2 separate regions of the Capra hircus genome follow, and region 1 is linked to region 2. A link is a contact called in public Hi-C data. All regions are on one chromosome and are shown on one strand. Each heading gives the region's core, a stretch centred on a gene start, on an enhancer-like site or on the middle of the called end of the contact. The rest is flanking DNA. Distances are from core to core; before and after follow the strand shown.

Region 1 (7,338 bases), core at 2,851-5,350, 180 kb after region 2:
CTTTAGGGTGAAGAACTTGCTCTTTGGGCTGCTGATCTGTCTGTTAACCACATGCTACTTTACCATACTCTTGATATTACCGACTTCACTATCAACTTTTCGTGTGCTACTGCTTTGTCTCCGCGATTAAGATTATAAGCTCCTTGAGTGCCAAGTGTCTCCTTTAAACTTTGTGATATTTCTCTTAACCCCTCGTGTGGCACTTTGCACACTAAAGGGGTTCGGCAGATATCTGTTGGTTTCTATATGATTATATTCATACCTGGTTAATACCAGCACTCTTAGCACAAATGTCAAAGAGCTAAGCTAATCTTCAGTGCTTACCACCTCCCACTCAGGGCTTTCTTCTTCCTACCTACGAGCTGAATACTTTGGTCCACCCTTTCCACACAATATCCCCAACTCAGGCCTAGTCACGCTATACTCGGGCTAGTAGTCTGTTGTTGTAGTTATGTGTCTCCAGAGCCAAGTTTCCTGGATTTATATCCATTTCTGCTACTTTCTAGCTGTAATCTGAGCAAGCTACTTAACCACTTGGGGCCCCAGTTTCCTCATCTATAAAATGGGGATAATAGTACTGTCATTCATCAACTATTTATTGAGGGCCTACTGTATGCTAAGCATTGTTCTAGGTGCTGAGCATGAAACAAATTCTAACCATCAGGAAGCTAACATTCTAGTGAAGAGACACAGACAAGTAATCGAAATAAACATAGTGTGTCAGAAAGTGATATGGGCTGTGGAAGGGAGTAAAATGGCATGGTGACACTGGAAAACAGACCCGCAGGACACTGTAATGATGAAATGAACAGATGAATGGAAAGACTTAGCATGTGGTGCACAGTAAGCACTGAACAATTGTTGTTGTTCAGCTGCTAAGTCTTGTCTGACTCCTTGTGACCCCATGAAATGCAGCACACCAGGCTTCCTTGTTCTTTACTATCTCCCAGAGTTTTGCTCAGACTCATGTCCAGTGAGTTGACTCTTAGCATCAGGTGGCCAAAGTATCGGAGCTTCAGCTTCAGCATCAGTCCTTCCAATGAATATTCAGGGTTGATTTCCTTTAGGATGGACTGGTTGGATCTCCTTATTGTCCAAGGGACTCTCAAGAGTCTCCTCCAGCACCACAGTTCAAGAGCATCCATTCTTCACTGCCCGGACTTCTTTAAGGTCCAACTCTCACATCTGTACATGACTACTGGAAAAACCATAGCTTTCAGCTGCAATGTAAAGTAGACTTCAAGAGGCAGAGATTCTGGCTTGTTTGCTGTTTTTAGTAGATGGTGAACATGTGTTTGTTGAATGAACAAATGAACCCTGGGCCTCACCCCAGGCATCTCCCAGGCAGCCTGGCCAACTCTGCCCCTTCCCTCCTTCCTACAGACACCTGGCCTGCACTCCTGTTTCCCGCCCTGCTGGATGTTTAGGACATCCAAAGAACAAAACAGTAGGGACAGAAACAACTTCCTTCCACCTTTGCCCTCAGAACTAGTGCTGCTCCGTAAAGTGACATGTGGCAGCTGTGCTCGAAGGTTGGGGTCAGCAGCAGGGCTCTCCATGGCTGGCTGCAGGCAGGGCCTGACTGCCTCAACAAAGGGGCCCATCCTTTCCTCTGATCCATCAGATCCATCCCAGAGGGCTGGGCTGGGCTGGCTTCTCAGATGATGACTCTGGGTGTACAGACACACTGACCTTGCAGCTTCCCCTCCCGTCGGGCTCCCTCGCTCTGGCCCAGGCACTTAGAGGCACCATGCCCCTCCTCTTTGTGTTCCTGCATCAGCCTGGCGGGCTCCTCCTCCTTTCTTTGTGGCCCTCTCCCCCTCTGGCTCCCTTTGCTGGCTTTATTCCTCCCAGGCTTCCTGTCACACTAAGCTCTTTGTCCTCTCTCCCCATTCCTCAGATGACATTCTTTCGTGCCCTCTGTAAGTCCAGAGCTGCCTGGCAGGGCCTCTCCTCCTCCTCATTCCTTCTGTCTCATCAAAAAAGGCACTTAATCTGATTGAAAGTTTCCTTCTGGGCACTGGGTTCTGCCTGCCCCGGTGGCCTGAGGGGCAGCCTTCTCCCCAGGAGGGCTCTGCTGTCCTGAGGAAGGGTCTATGAGAGAGAGCTTTGTCAGGCTTGGCTGCGAGTGGCATGCCTGGCTTTTGTTCCAGGCCATCCCCTTCCTCAGCTCTCAGGCCATCCATCAAAGCTCAGAAGCACAGACCGAGAATCCTCAGCAGGTCAGTCAGCTCTGGGGTGAATTCCCTGGGTGACATTAAGTGGACGACATTCTCTCAACACCCAGGGTCAAGTTAGGGAGCCAGTACACAGGAAACCCCACTCAGTAACACCAGAGAAAATCACTGAGTGCCACACCTATGTCCCCAAGTCAACCTCAGAGCCAGTCTCATTTCAGGGCTGTAGCTGGTGGCTGCCCTGGGCATACATCAACTTGCAGAGCACCCGCCCTGCGCAGCCCAGCCTTCAGAACTCAGCCTGCCCCACCCTGCTTTGCTCTAAGGAGCTAAGCAGCAGCCTTCATTGGCAGGTTTAAGCTCCCCCTTGGTAGAGAAAAGCAACCAAGGCATTTAAAAGTTAAGTTCTCTTCAGGGAGAGAACCAGAGGTCACGCTGGTAGGAGACAGCAAGGAAAGGAAACAAGGGCATATCCCCTGCCCTTCTCCATGCTCTGCCTGTTTCTTCCAGCAGGGATTCAAGCTGCCCCTTCTCTCTCTCTCCTGAGCTCAGCTTCCCTCCATGTCCAGGGCCAGTGCTTTGGAGCTCATCCTGCTGACTCTTTGCCCCATTTCTGCACTGGCAGCTCCGCTCACCTGACCCCTAAATCTGTGCCTGCTTGGGGACCCGGCCGAGATGCTGTTCCTGCTCTTGTCTGCCTGCCTGCCAGCTCCCCTCTGCTTCCCCTACCACGGCTCCAGCCCAGTGGAACTCTGTCTGGTTTCTGGCTGGATTCATTTTTCAAAGGTTTCAGAGAGAATGAGAGGAACATTCTCTCTCCAACTTTTAACACATAGAAGGAGCTTGGTAAATATGAGTTGAAGTTGGTAAAGAATGGAAGGATGGAAGGGAGGGAGAGAGGGATGGAGGAAGAGGAGAAAGGAGACAATGGAGAATCCTGCGCACTGGACCACTCTACCTTCTTAAGGACTCCAGATCCAGAGCTTCTGAAAGCTCTTAAACAAAGTATCAGGGTAGGCGGAGGGCAGGAGGGGAGAGGCAGAGCGGAAGGGAGGCACTGGCCTGTGCTCCTGGGAGAACACAGACCCAGGGCTGGGGGCCCATAGCTTCCCCATGTCTGCGGCCCTGATCACTGGCCGAGTGTCTCCCCAGGCCCAGGGAATGTCAGAGCCCCGCCCCACGTCTTCACCCCTGCAGTTTCTCCTACCTGGGCTGCTCTTTCCTTTCCTCTTCACCTTTCTCATTCCTCTTCCTTCCTGTGAAGACTTCCCACCCATCCCTCCCCCATGCCCGCAGCCAGGGACTCTTTCCACTCTGCCAGCCTTCCTGGAGCAGTGCCTGATGGAGGGTGTTTGTCTGTATCTCTCTCCCTTTCATGGTTTCCTTCATGCAGTATTCATTCAAGTGAAATTTATGTTTTTTTACTTAGTAAAAAAAATGTATTTATTTGGATACGCTGGGTCTTAATTGCGGCACATGGGATCTTTAGTTGTGGCCTGCAGGAGCCAGTTCCCTGACCAGGGATCAAGCCCCAGCCCCCCTGCATGAGAAGCGTGGTGTCCCAGCCACTGGACCACAAGAGAAGGCCCCGTGTGTCATTTACGGAGGGCCTACTGTCTGCCAGCAGTGATTGAGAGAGACCCGGCTCCTCAGTGCCACCAGGGAGGTCGCAGGGCAGCGAGGGAGAAGACTTCAGGAATACAAGATGGTGAATGCTTTGGAAAGGAAAGTCAGGGTGCTCTAAGTGAATATGAGAGAGGGTGTACTTTAGCCTGGGGTTAGGAGCAGCACAGTCAGGGAAGGTCTCCCAAAAGATGGAACATTTAAACTGAGAAACCTGAATAATGAGGAAGGAAGGCATGGCCAGGGAGAGAGGTGTGTGTGTGTATAGTAGGGGCAGTGTCCTATTTCAGGCTGAGCTTGCGCAAATGCAAAATCTGCACAGGGAAAGAGACAGTGATTCCGGCGAGAGGATCCCAAGCACAGCTTGTAGCTGGTGGAGGGAGACAGGCTGCACGGTCGGGTGGGACGAGACGCTGGGGCACCAGCAAGGCCAGGTTCAGTGCCATTCCAGAAAGGGGGGCCTGTGACTTATTTGTTTTTGTATTTCTGGGGCCCCTGGGAATCACAGGTGCTCAAGAAGTGTTTATTGAACAAATAAAGACTGAAAACACTTTAACTAGAGAAACAGAATTTACCAGGACATGGGGATCTGACCAACGAAACAAAACCACCCCAGAGGCCACCACTAGGGCCATTTCAACCTTCAGCTGGCAGCCGGGAAGCGCTGCAGCCATCCGCCTGGCACAAGGACAGGTTTGTAGTAAGCACATTTGGCCTGATTTGAGCTGGTGAAACTTAGCAAAACAAGAGTGCCGTTCATCCAAAGCAGGTCTATCCGGAGCCCGTGGGAGGGACCGGTGACATCTTCCAGGCTGGGACTTCACACGGTGGGGGAGCCTGGCAGACACAGACCCTGCCAGGGGCTGAGGATAGCCTTTCAGGGACAGGCACTCTCCGCTTCTCCCCACAGTTCTGGAGGGACACAGGACTCTGGAGAGCCTGCACATTCAGAGGGAGGGGGACTTCAGTGATCATCTGGTCAGTTCCTAGTTTTATAGACACTGACACCAGACAAATTGGGTGTCTCACCCTAAGTCAGTGGCAGGAGGAAGCTAGATCTCAGGGCTCCTGATTCTACTTCCAATCCTCTTGTAAGAACACCTAAGGGAAGAAAGGAGGACGAGAGAGAAAGAAAGTAGAAGAGGAGTGGGGAGGAAACTCGATTAGTGCTGTCTCATGGGAACTGAAGCAAAAAATGGATCTCCACAGTGAAGGGCAACTCAAAGTTCTGTGCCTTGTAACATACTCATAAACCTGAGTTCAGGTGCCACGCTGAAAGGCAGAGTGAGAACCCAGTGTTTGCCTTTCTCAGCTGAAGGCTCAGCCTTTGGGAGGAAAGTTCCTACCCTAGCGATCTAAGATGCTACTGGGACCACAAAGCCTTCTCCTTGCAGCTAACCAGTAGCTGGGAGCTGGGATTTGGAATGAAGCAGCCCAAAGTCTGGCTGAGCCCTTGTGCTTTCATAATCTCCCCATACCTTTTCTCGTTTCCTTTCTCGCAATAAAACTCCTGGGTTTTAGCTGGCACGTGGTTGGCTGGAAGAAAGATAACATTCCCCAGCTCCTGGTGGCTAAGAGTTGCCTCTGTGACTAGGTTCTGATCAGTGGCAGAGAGATCAGGTGCAGCCTCAAGAAGTCAATTACAAGCAGTGGTTCTCTAGCTGAATAGATTTTGCTTCCCCGGGGACACTGAGCAATGTCAGGGGACATTTTTTCTGTCACTCTTGGGAAGAAGGAAGTGACACTGGCATCTGGTGGTAGATGCCAGGGATGCTGCTAAACAGGAGAGGCCCTGTGACAATGTGACCCCAAACGCCAATAGCACCAAGACTGGGAAACCCTGCCTTAAGGGAGACAGTGAGCTCATTTTGCTTCTCTCTCCAAACTACTGACTGGAGTGTGGATGTAAAGGCTGGAATCTAAGCTGCCATCTTTGTCCATGAGGTGGAAGCTACATGTTGAGGATGGTGAAGTAACAAGACTGAAGAAATCTGGATCCTTGATCACCCCGAAATTGCTGTACCAGCTAAGGATGCCTCACTTCCACACTTTGTTACTTAATACAGAATGAAGTTTTAACTCCGTTGTTTTAGGCGTTCCATGACTTTCAGCTGAACTTCGCTGATAAACATTCCTTCCCCCTGCTCCGTCTCCCCTCAGCTTCAGTGCCCCTCTGCACACTCAACCCTCGCCCCTGGTCTCCTCCTGCCTCGTCCTCCTTCGTTGCGCCCAGCTTTCACCTCCAGATTGACTCCAGAGCTATATTCACCCATCCTCTACCTCGCTCTACTTTGACTTCGGATCCTGGCTCTAAGATCTATCTTTTTGCAGCTCGGAGTCGATCAAGTCCTGCTCCTTGCAGATTCCCAGTCAATCCAGCCAGTGCTATGAGCAAGCGCATATCATTTGGGTTCTAGACATTCCTCTGTAACCTAGTTTGCAACACGGTACCACGTTCTTCCAGACTGGGTGCTGTCTCTAATGGCCAGTACAGTGTGGGTGCTGTCAGCAGAGCGGAGGCCTGGCCAATGGGAATGGTCCCCTCCCGCGAGGCACTACCCTTTGGTATAGTGGTCATATACCCATAGTCATATTACACCTGAAGAATTCATCCATCTATTCATCTATCCATCCATACATCAGTTCATTCGACAGTTGCGTGAGTTGTGTTTAAGGCTGTAGCACAGAATCTGCTATGATGATACCCTGGAGAGCTTTCTATGTATCATTATTGTTTACCACAGGCTGGAAAATGCCAACTCACCGGCCACCAAGGAGGGTCAGCCAGAGAAGCAGACGGAAAGGACTGGCCCCTCTCTATTTCTTGATGCTTCCCCATTGCTAGTGTTGAAGAACTTGGTATTAACTAGCCCTTTCCTTTCAAATGGGAATTTGTTTGTATAATGGTGGGGTCACATTTATACAACCATATTGTCAGTGATCCAAAAGTTAACCCTTTGTATTCAAGGGCAGATATTCTGGGACAAGGAGGGAAATTTCAGCCAGTGCATTTGATAGTGCTTGAGTCTGACATCTTGCAGATATAGCAAAAAGCATAGAGTGGATTCGTTCAAGGGGAAAGTGGACAAGGACCAGAGAATAGTCAAACAAGGAGCATCTCAGTCAATCTCCGTGTTCGTCAGGTGAACTGGGATAAATTCTGAGTCTGGTACCAAATTTCTGAGTCATAACTGTCTGGATCCTTGATCAGATGTGAGGCCTGATGTCAGGAGAGAAGCTTCCGACTTAGTCAGAGTAATTTGGAGTAAGAACATAACTGAATCACCTCAAGAATCTTCCTTCTTGGAATATTTGGTGATTGAAATGGAGGAGGGAAATTGGCTGCCATATTAAGAGCAGGAAGCAACTAATATTAGAGATGGGGTGTGGGGCTTCCCTGGCGGCTCACACTGTACTGGAGTTGATCCATGTGGCCCAGAGAATGCAGAAGTGACGACGTGGGACTTCTGTGGATAGGTCATAAAGGCATGCGGCGTCCACCTCTCTCTTAGATCATTCAGTCTGGGGGAGGCAGCCC
Region 2 (6,714 bases), core at 4,199-6,698:
ATACTCAATAAACATTTGTTAAATTATATGCCTTGTATAACAAATGCGACTACATTTGTTAAATAACAACAAAGCTGTTTTTAACAAGAACCCAAATGTCAGTAGGAAATCAGTTAAATATAACCATCTCATACAATGGCATACTGGATAACCATTTAAAATAAGGAGCTAGATCCGAACATTTAATATGGAATGACGTACAATGAAAAAAGCAAGTTGCAGACCATATGTAGTTACACATAATTTTTGGCAATCAGTCAAATTGTTCCCCAACTCAGCCTTCTTGTTCTCTTAACAGTTTGACCATCTCAGAATTTCCTAGGAACACCTGAAATTTCCTCACCTTTCCCATTCTTCTTTGGGACAGTCCCTATTCTTCTTTGCTGGGCTTCCCAGGTGCTCCATGGTCAAGAATCCACTCGTCAATGTAGGAGGCCCAAGTTTGATCCCTGGGTCGGGAAGATCCCCTGGAGAAGGAAATGTCAACCCACTCCAATATTCTTGCCTGGGAAATCCCATGCGTGCAAGAGCCTGGTGGGTTACATATAGTCCATGGTGTCCCAAAAGAGTCAGACACAACCTAGCGACTAAAAAAACCCCACTTCCCTACTGATCTCTCCTGTCCCAGGCAGCCTGGGCACACATTTTCCCACAGGCTGGGGTCTCCCTCTCAGCCTCTAACATGTTCATCTCTTTCTTCTGCCTCACCTAATACCAGCTTCCTTCCTTTCAAGTCACCATTTTCTTCAGCTGTCAAATCACAATTCAAACATAGTTTTTTTCAAGAAAACTTCTTGGTAACAACATGTGAAACTTCAGATCAATGCCAATCCCCCACCTCAAAATCTACATACCGTACTGCAGCACGTTAGAGTTTTTGTCTAAGAATGTCAGACAATGTCTTATATGAAGCTAATGATAATGATTTGCCATTTTACAAACTTTAAACAGAGCTCTTAGTTCTGAAGTTGTTAATGTAATGCTATGGCACACTATTACATTTAGTATTATGCTTAGTCACTCAGTCCTGTCTGACTCTTCGTGACCTCATGGACTCTAGCCCACAAGGCTCCTCTGTCCATAGGATTCTCCAGACAAGAATACTGGAGTGAGTTACCATGCCCTCCTCCAGGGGATCTTTCCAACCCAGGGATCGAACCCAGGTCTCCCACAATGCAGGCGAATTCTTTACCATCTGAGCCACCAGGGAAGCCCATTACATTTAATATTAAACCTCCCAAAATACACAGGGGTATTGCAGCCAAATGCTGTGCTGTTGTGTCATTCAACTACCACTAGGGGGCAGAATTTAACAGCAAACGGTTCTAATACTGAAGAGCCTGACTGCCCATTTAGCAGGCTGAAAAGTTACGGGAACCCCATAGCTGATAACAAGATCCCAGAGGTCAGAAGCATAGAGGTTGTCAGAATTACACTTTTAAACAGTGTATAGTAGTATCAGTAGTAGTGCAAGTTGCTCAGTTGTGTCTGACTCTTTGCAACCCCATGGATATAGCCTGCCAGGCTCCTCTGTCCAAGGAATTTCCCAGGCAAGACTACCAGAGCGGGTTGCCACTTCCTTCTCCAGGGTGTCTTTCTGACCCAGAGATCAAACCGAGGTCTCCTGCATTGCAGGCAGATTATTTATCATCTGAGCAACCAGGGAAGCCCTCTTTACCATACACTTCTGCCTAAATGTGCTAAATGTGTGAGTGTTTATGGTGCAACTGTGACCCCAAAGTTTTTATCCTATACTATGTTGGCAAGAGCAGAGAGGTTAGGCGTGGGAACCTCCTTGCTCTCATGAAATAAAATCACTGAAGAATTCCTGAAAAAAATTTTAGAGATGTGAGTGCCACTTATTCTGGGAAACTGAGAGATCTTTGGAACAACCTCACTGGCTCTCCCTTCAATTTAAATGTCCTTCCTATCTGGTTGTATAGGATCATCAGTCAGACCGTCAGTTGCTAAATGTTTATTAAGAAGACACGAAAGGGTCCTTGCCCTCAGAATGTGAATTCTTGCCCTGAGAACTCACAGTTCTGAGTTCTGAGGAGCTGGTTGTTGTTGTTGACGGAACTATAGAATTTGGCGCAAGTGCTATGCGGATAATGGAGTAGTAACACAGTGACCGGAGAGTTGCTTTTAGCAGGGAGGTCGGGGAGGTCTCTCTGAGGCAGTGGAATCTGAATGGGGGTGCACGAGGCACACAAGAATTAGGGTGACAGCTACAAAGCCAGCATTTCCTTTGCGTTATCGACATGGCAGGCACTGTGTTAACAATTTTGCGAGCATTAATTCATTTAAGCCCTACTTCTCCCATTTATTGTTAAGGAAATTGAGCTCCAGAGAATTTTAGGAACTTGCCCCAGCGTCACACAATCATGAGGAAATGGCTAAGATGGGGCTGTGTATCTGTATTAGTCTCCTAGGGCTGCTGTAACAAGTTACCGTAAACTCGATGGCTTCAAAATAGAAACATATTCTCTGACAGTTCAGGAGGCTAGGAGTCCAAAATCAAGGTGTCCCAGGTCTACACGCTCTCTGAAGGCTCTAAGGTGGGAACCTTTCTTGCCTCTTCCTGCCCTGTGGTGGCTGCTGGCAATCCTCGGTGTTCCTAAGCCTACGCACACATCAACCCCGATCTGTCTCTGTCATTGCTTGGCATGCTCCCTGTGTGTCCAAATTCCCCTCTTCTTGTAAGACACCAGTCATTGGATTGTTGTTTAGTTGTTAAGTTGTGTCTAACTCTTGTGACCCCATGGACTGTAGCCCACCACGCTCCTCTAGCCATGGGATTTCCCAGGCAAGAATACTACCACAGGTTGCCATTCCCTTCTCCAGGGATTTTCCTGACCCAGCGATTGAACCTGCAACTCCTGCTTGGCAGGAGGATTCTTCACCACTGAGCTACCTGGGAAGCAACCCAGCACAACCGCACCTTAATTTGATCACCTCTGCAATGATCTTCTTTCCAAATGCAGTTACTTTCACAGGTACTGGTGTTAGGACAGATGTCTTAGGACTTCAACACATCTTGTGGGGGTACACAGTTCAACCCATGACAGCAATCTAGCACCCTCTTCAAGCCACTCAGCTCTTCTACCACAAAAGAACCTTCCAACCTAAGGAAAGGCAAAGACCCAGGGCAGCAGGAAAAGCCAGCATGGAAAAGTTTGTGAGTAAGGTGGATGGCAGGAGATGAGCTTAGAGACAGACAGGCCACAAGGGGAGGGCCGTGAAGCCCAGTTATACAGCTGGTTCTGGTCAGAGGCCATGGCTTCAATCCTTGCTTACATGTGAGTTATCTCTTCACCGCCTCTCTGTCTGATTGGGATCTAAGAAGAGTCCTCTTTCTTCAGCCAAAGATGAAGGCTGTAGCCCAGAACAAGCATGTGAGCCTGCCATATCCCACTTACAGGCCAGACCAGGCTCCCTCGAGCACCTCCAGAGGGCAGCCCCGGCTTCGACCTTGATTCAAACCATCAAGTTCAGGGGTGTAGGGAGAATTCGCTTCTGACCTGGGACACTGACAAAATACATCTCAGGCTGTCCTGGCAACGTCTGGCCTGAGGAGTTATCCACACAAACGCCAGGTAGGAGCAGTCAGGACTCTAGCTGTTTCCACACACCTGCTCACCCAGCAGAGCCGAAGATGCTAACGTGACTAGAGAGACACTGCTACTCAGAGCAGACAGGTCTACCCGACGAGATGTCGAAATATGTCCAGGCCGCGCAGTGTTGCAACAGCATCATCTCTGAGATTATGCAAGCACACACAATTTGCACAAGGACTCACTGCAGTCATTAGGCAAGGTCAAGGTGATGTTGATGACCCAAGACTGCATCATGGAAGTGTTGGCGTGAAAAGATGAGATTTTTGTTGAAAGCCTGCTACACTGTTCAGAAGGGAAACAAGGGTAGTGTATGTGTACACAGCCTAGAGGAGGGGTCTGGTCTGCAAACCTTTTCTGTCAAGGTCCAGACAGTGAACAGTTCAGCTTTGCTACCTATTCTGTCACGACTACTCAACTCCACCCTCACTGTGAGAAAGTGGTGATGCACCAATGAATGGATGTGGCTGTGTTTCAGTAAAATTTATGCATACTGAAATTTGAATTTCACAACTTTTACATTCTTCTTTAAAAAAACAAACAAACATGCAGAAACATAAAATCTATTTTAGCTTGTGGACTACAGCAATAGACAGCAGGCTAGATTTGGTCCCAGGCTGTAGTTTGCCGACTGTCCCCCCACCCCCCTTGCACACCCCCGCTGCCCCAGCCCCCAGGCTAATGCTATCCCAGATGCTTAACTTAACATCATTGTAGTAACATGGTCTTTAATTGAAAATCTCCCTTCCGCCCCTAAAATCCTTACTGACTTCGGGCAAGATGCCAAGCACTGTGTGAACTCTGGATTTCCCCCCCCCCCCCCCCCGGCTGCTTCTCCATCACCACCCCCATTTAAGTCCTGCCGGAACTGTCAACTCACCTCATACAATGACTCTTAACTCTATCTCTAGAAGGCCTCCAGCACCTGCCCTGACTTTCCATTCCCGCTGTCACCATCCCAGGTTAAGCTGGCCATGGTATACATATATCCTCTCCATTCAGGTCAGGCTCTTGATGACACTTCCCTCCTACCCAGCCTGACTTGACCGGACAATTACTAACATACAGAATCTGTCCCAAACTATCTGCTGAATGAACCAAAGCAGTAAAAATACCCACAAGCTCAGCACTCTCTCCATCTGGTCAGCAGTTCGACATGGCCCATCTCAAAACCAAAAATCTCCCATAGTGAGATGGCAGCACTTAAGGCTACAGTTTGCTTTTTTAAAGTCAGGCTTGGTGAGGTATAATTTGCAAATACTAAAATCACCCCTTTCCGTACAGTTCTATGAGATCTGAAACAACCCCAATCAAAGTATTTCTATCATTCCCCCAAAGTTGCCCTATTCCCTCCTGCACCCCTTCAACCACTGATCTGCCAGGTTTTATCTGCATCCCACGGTCCATTCCTTCTTAATGCTGAAAAGGATGTCACCGTGTGGGTCTGCAGTTTATCCACTCAGCAGTCAAAAGACACTGGTGCTCTTTCCAGTTTTTGTCAATTAGAAATAATGCCACTATAGACACTAACAAACAGATTTCTAAATAGACGTATGTTTTCATGATGAAGTTTCACTTTTTATAAATGGCCACATTTTCGCAGACCTGCAGGATAGGATTCCATGAAATGAAAGAATATCCTCCATGCCTATTCTTCTCACCCTGCCTCAGCAATCTTTTAAAACTGTAGTAACATTAAGCTTCCGAGGAATCTTTGTAGAAAAGGTTTTTGGGGTGGAGTGGGAGGAGCTGGATGGGAGCTGTCTTTCCTTGCTCCCAAGATGAGTCCCAGGGCTGTTTCCCATTCACTGCTGGCAGTGTTTGATCTTCTGGTCCACAGGGCGGCACTGGCTCTCTGGATGTGCACACTCAGGCAAAAACCTGCAGAGCCAGCCAACTGGGCCATTATTTGGTTCGTATAACTTGTTAAAATCTCACAGAATGTACAGCGTGCCATTGTTTTTGTAAGTCCCTTTCATGACTTTGTGAGCTGGCTAATTCAGAGCAGACTGGACTGATTTCCCTTGCTGGAAGAAAAGACTTTCCTCAAAGACAGCTATTTAACCGTGACCATGGCTGCAACCATCTTGAGCACAAAGCGGGCTTAGGGGCTGCAGCCTTACCGCCCCTGCCCCCACCGAGGCCCCCACAGCCCGGGGCACTTATTCTTGGCACTGGAATTCACATAATTACTCCTCTTTTAATCTGCAGGGTGACCTAATGTAGCCCTGGCCAGCCGACTGCAGGAAATGGTCTTGTGAGATCTGAGCCTTGGGCAGACCGTCAAGTCTGCAAGCCCCTTTTAGAAAGAGCATTTGGGAGCATTAACCCCATAAAGGACGGGGCTCCAAGTGGCTCTAGGCTCCTAAGTAGCCAGTGCACACCCAGAGGAAGAAGTCCAAGGGCTCTGGTCTCCTCTCCAGGGTAAAGCTCCAGTCCCGTCCCTTCATCTAACCTGCAAAGCAAGCTCAGAAACTGCAGATGTCTTAGAAAAGCTCACAAGTGGCTCCAGCAAGAATCCACAAGGGCTGACAACAAAAGAAAAGGCCATTCATTCACTAGGGAGCTCGTGGGAACAAAAGGCTACACTCTGTCCTGACACTTGCTAACAGCGGAGTCAGGAGAGCTGTTTCGTCTGCAGGCACTGTGCTATTTACAACCTGGCCTTGCCTATATAACCTTGGTTAATCTGAGAAAACAGTCTCCCCAATGCCTTCCCTACTATGCTATTATTATATTTATTTTCCAATTTGTCTTTCTTAAGAACAATTTACTTTAAAACAAAAAAAATCTATAATAAACATTTCTTCTAAAAGGAAAATCACAAATCCATAATGAACATTTCTTCTTAAAAAAAAAAAATCACCCAGCTCTGCTGTAGCTTATCAGTTCCTTTCCTAAAAATATATACTTTTAAGTCTCTCTCAGAAAAGAGACTCTATTAATATAACTGTAAGGCTATGTGTGAAGAAGCTAGAAAGAATTAGAATCTTCAGTCTAAAAGGAAGATAACTTAGTGTATGTGAGTGTGTGTCGGGGGTGGGCAACTCCTGAAGGTTAAAGAAGTAGCCCCAGGAAAATATGAAAAGAATGACAAAGA

The links. Hi-C and Micro-C count contacts between places; a contact is called where the count stands out from the background.
Region 1: a Hi-C map of blood shows a contact between it and region 2, with 4 times the contacts expected there. The contact joins two enhancer-like sites. A contact is called at or near these places in 3 of 5 Hi-C or Micro-C datasets (blood and liver).

Annotation. Positions count from the first base shown.
Region 1 is chr3:70,891,756-70,899,093 of ARS1.2, forward strand. No RefSeq gene overlaps it. Among named protein-coding and RNA genes, the nearest start is that of TRNAR-UCU, 14 kb to the right of the region's middle. Within about 2 kb of position 4,101, at least 3 of the 5 cell types and tissues checked have an H3K27ac peak or open chromatin away from gene starts, as enhancers often do.
Region 2 is chr3:70,713,568-70,720,281 of ARS1.2, forward strand. All of the region lies in intron 3 of BCAR3 (breast cancer anti-estrogen resistance protein 3), which reads right to left. Among named protein-coding and RNA genes, the nearest start is that of BCAR3, 140 kb to the right of the region's middle. Within about 2 kb of position 5,449, at least 3 of the 5 cell types and tissues checked have an H3K27ac peak or open chromatin away from gene starts, as enhancers often do.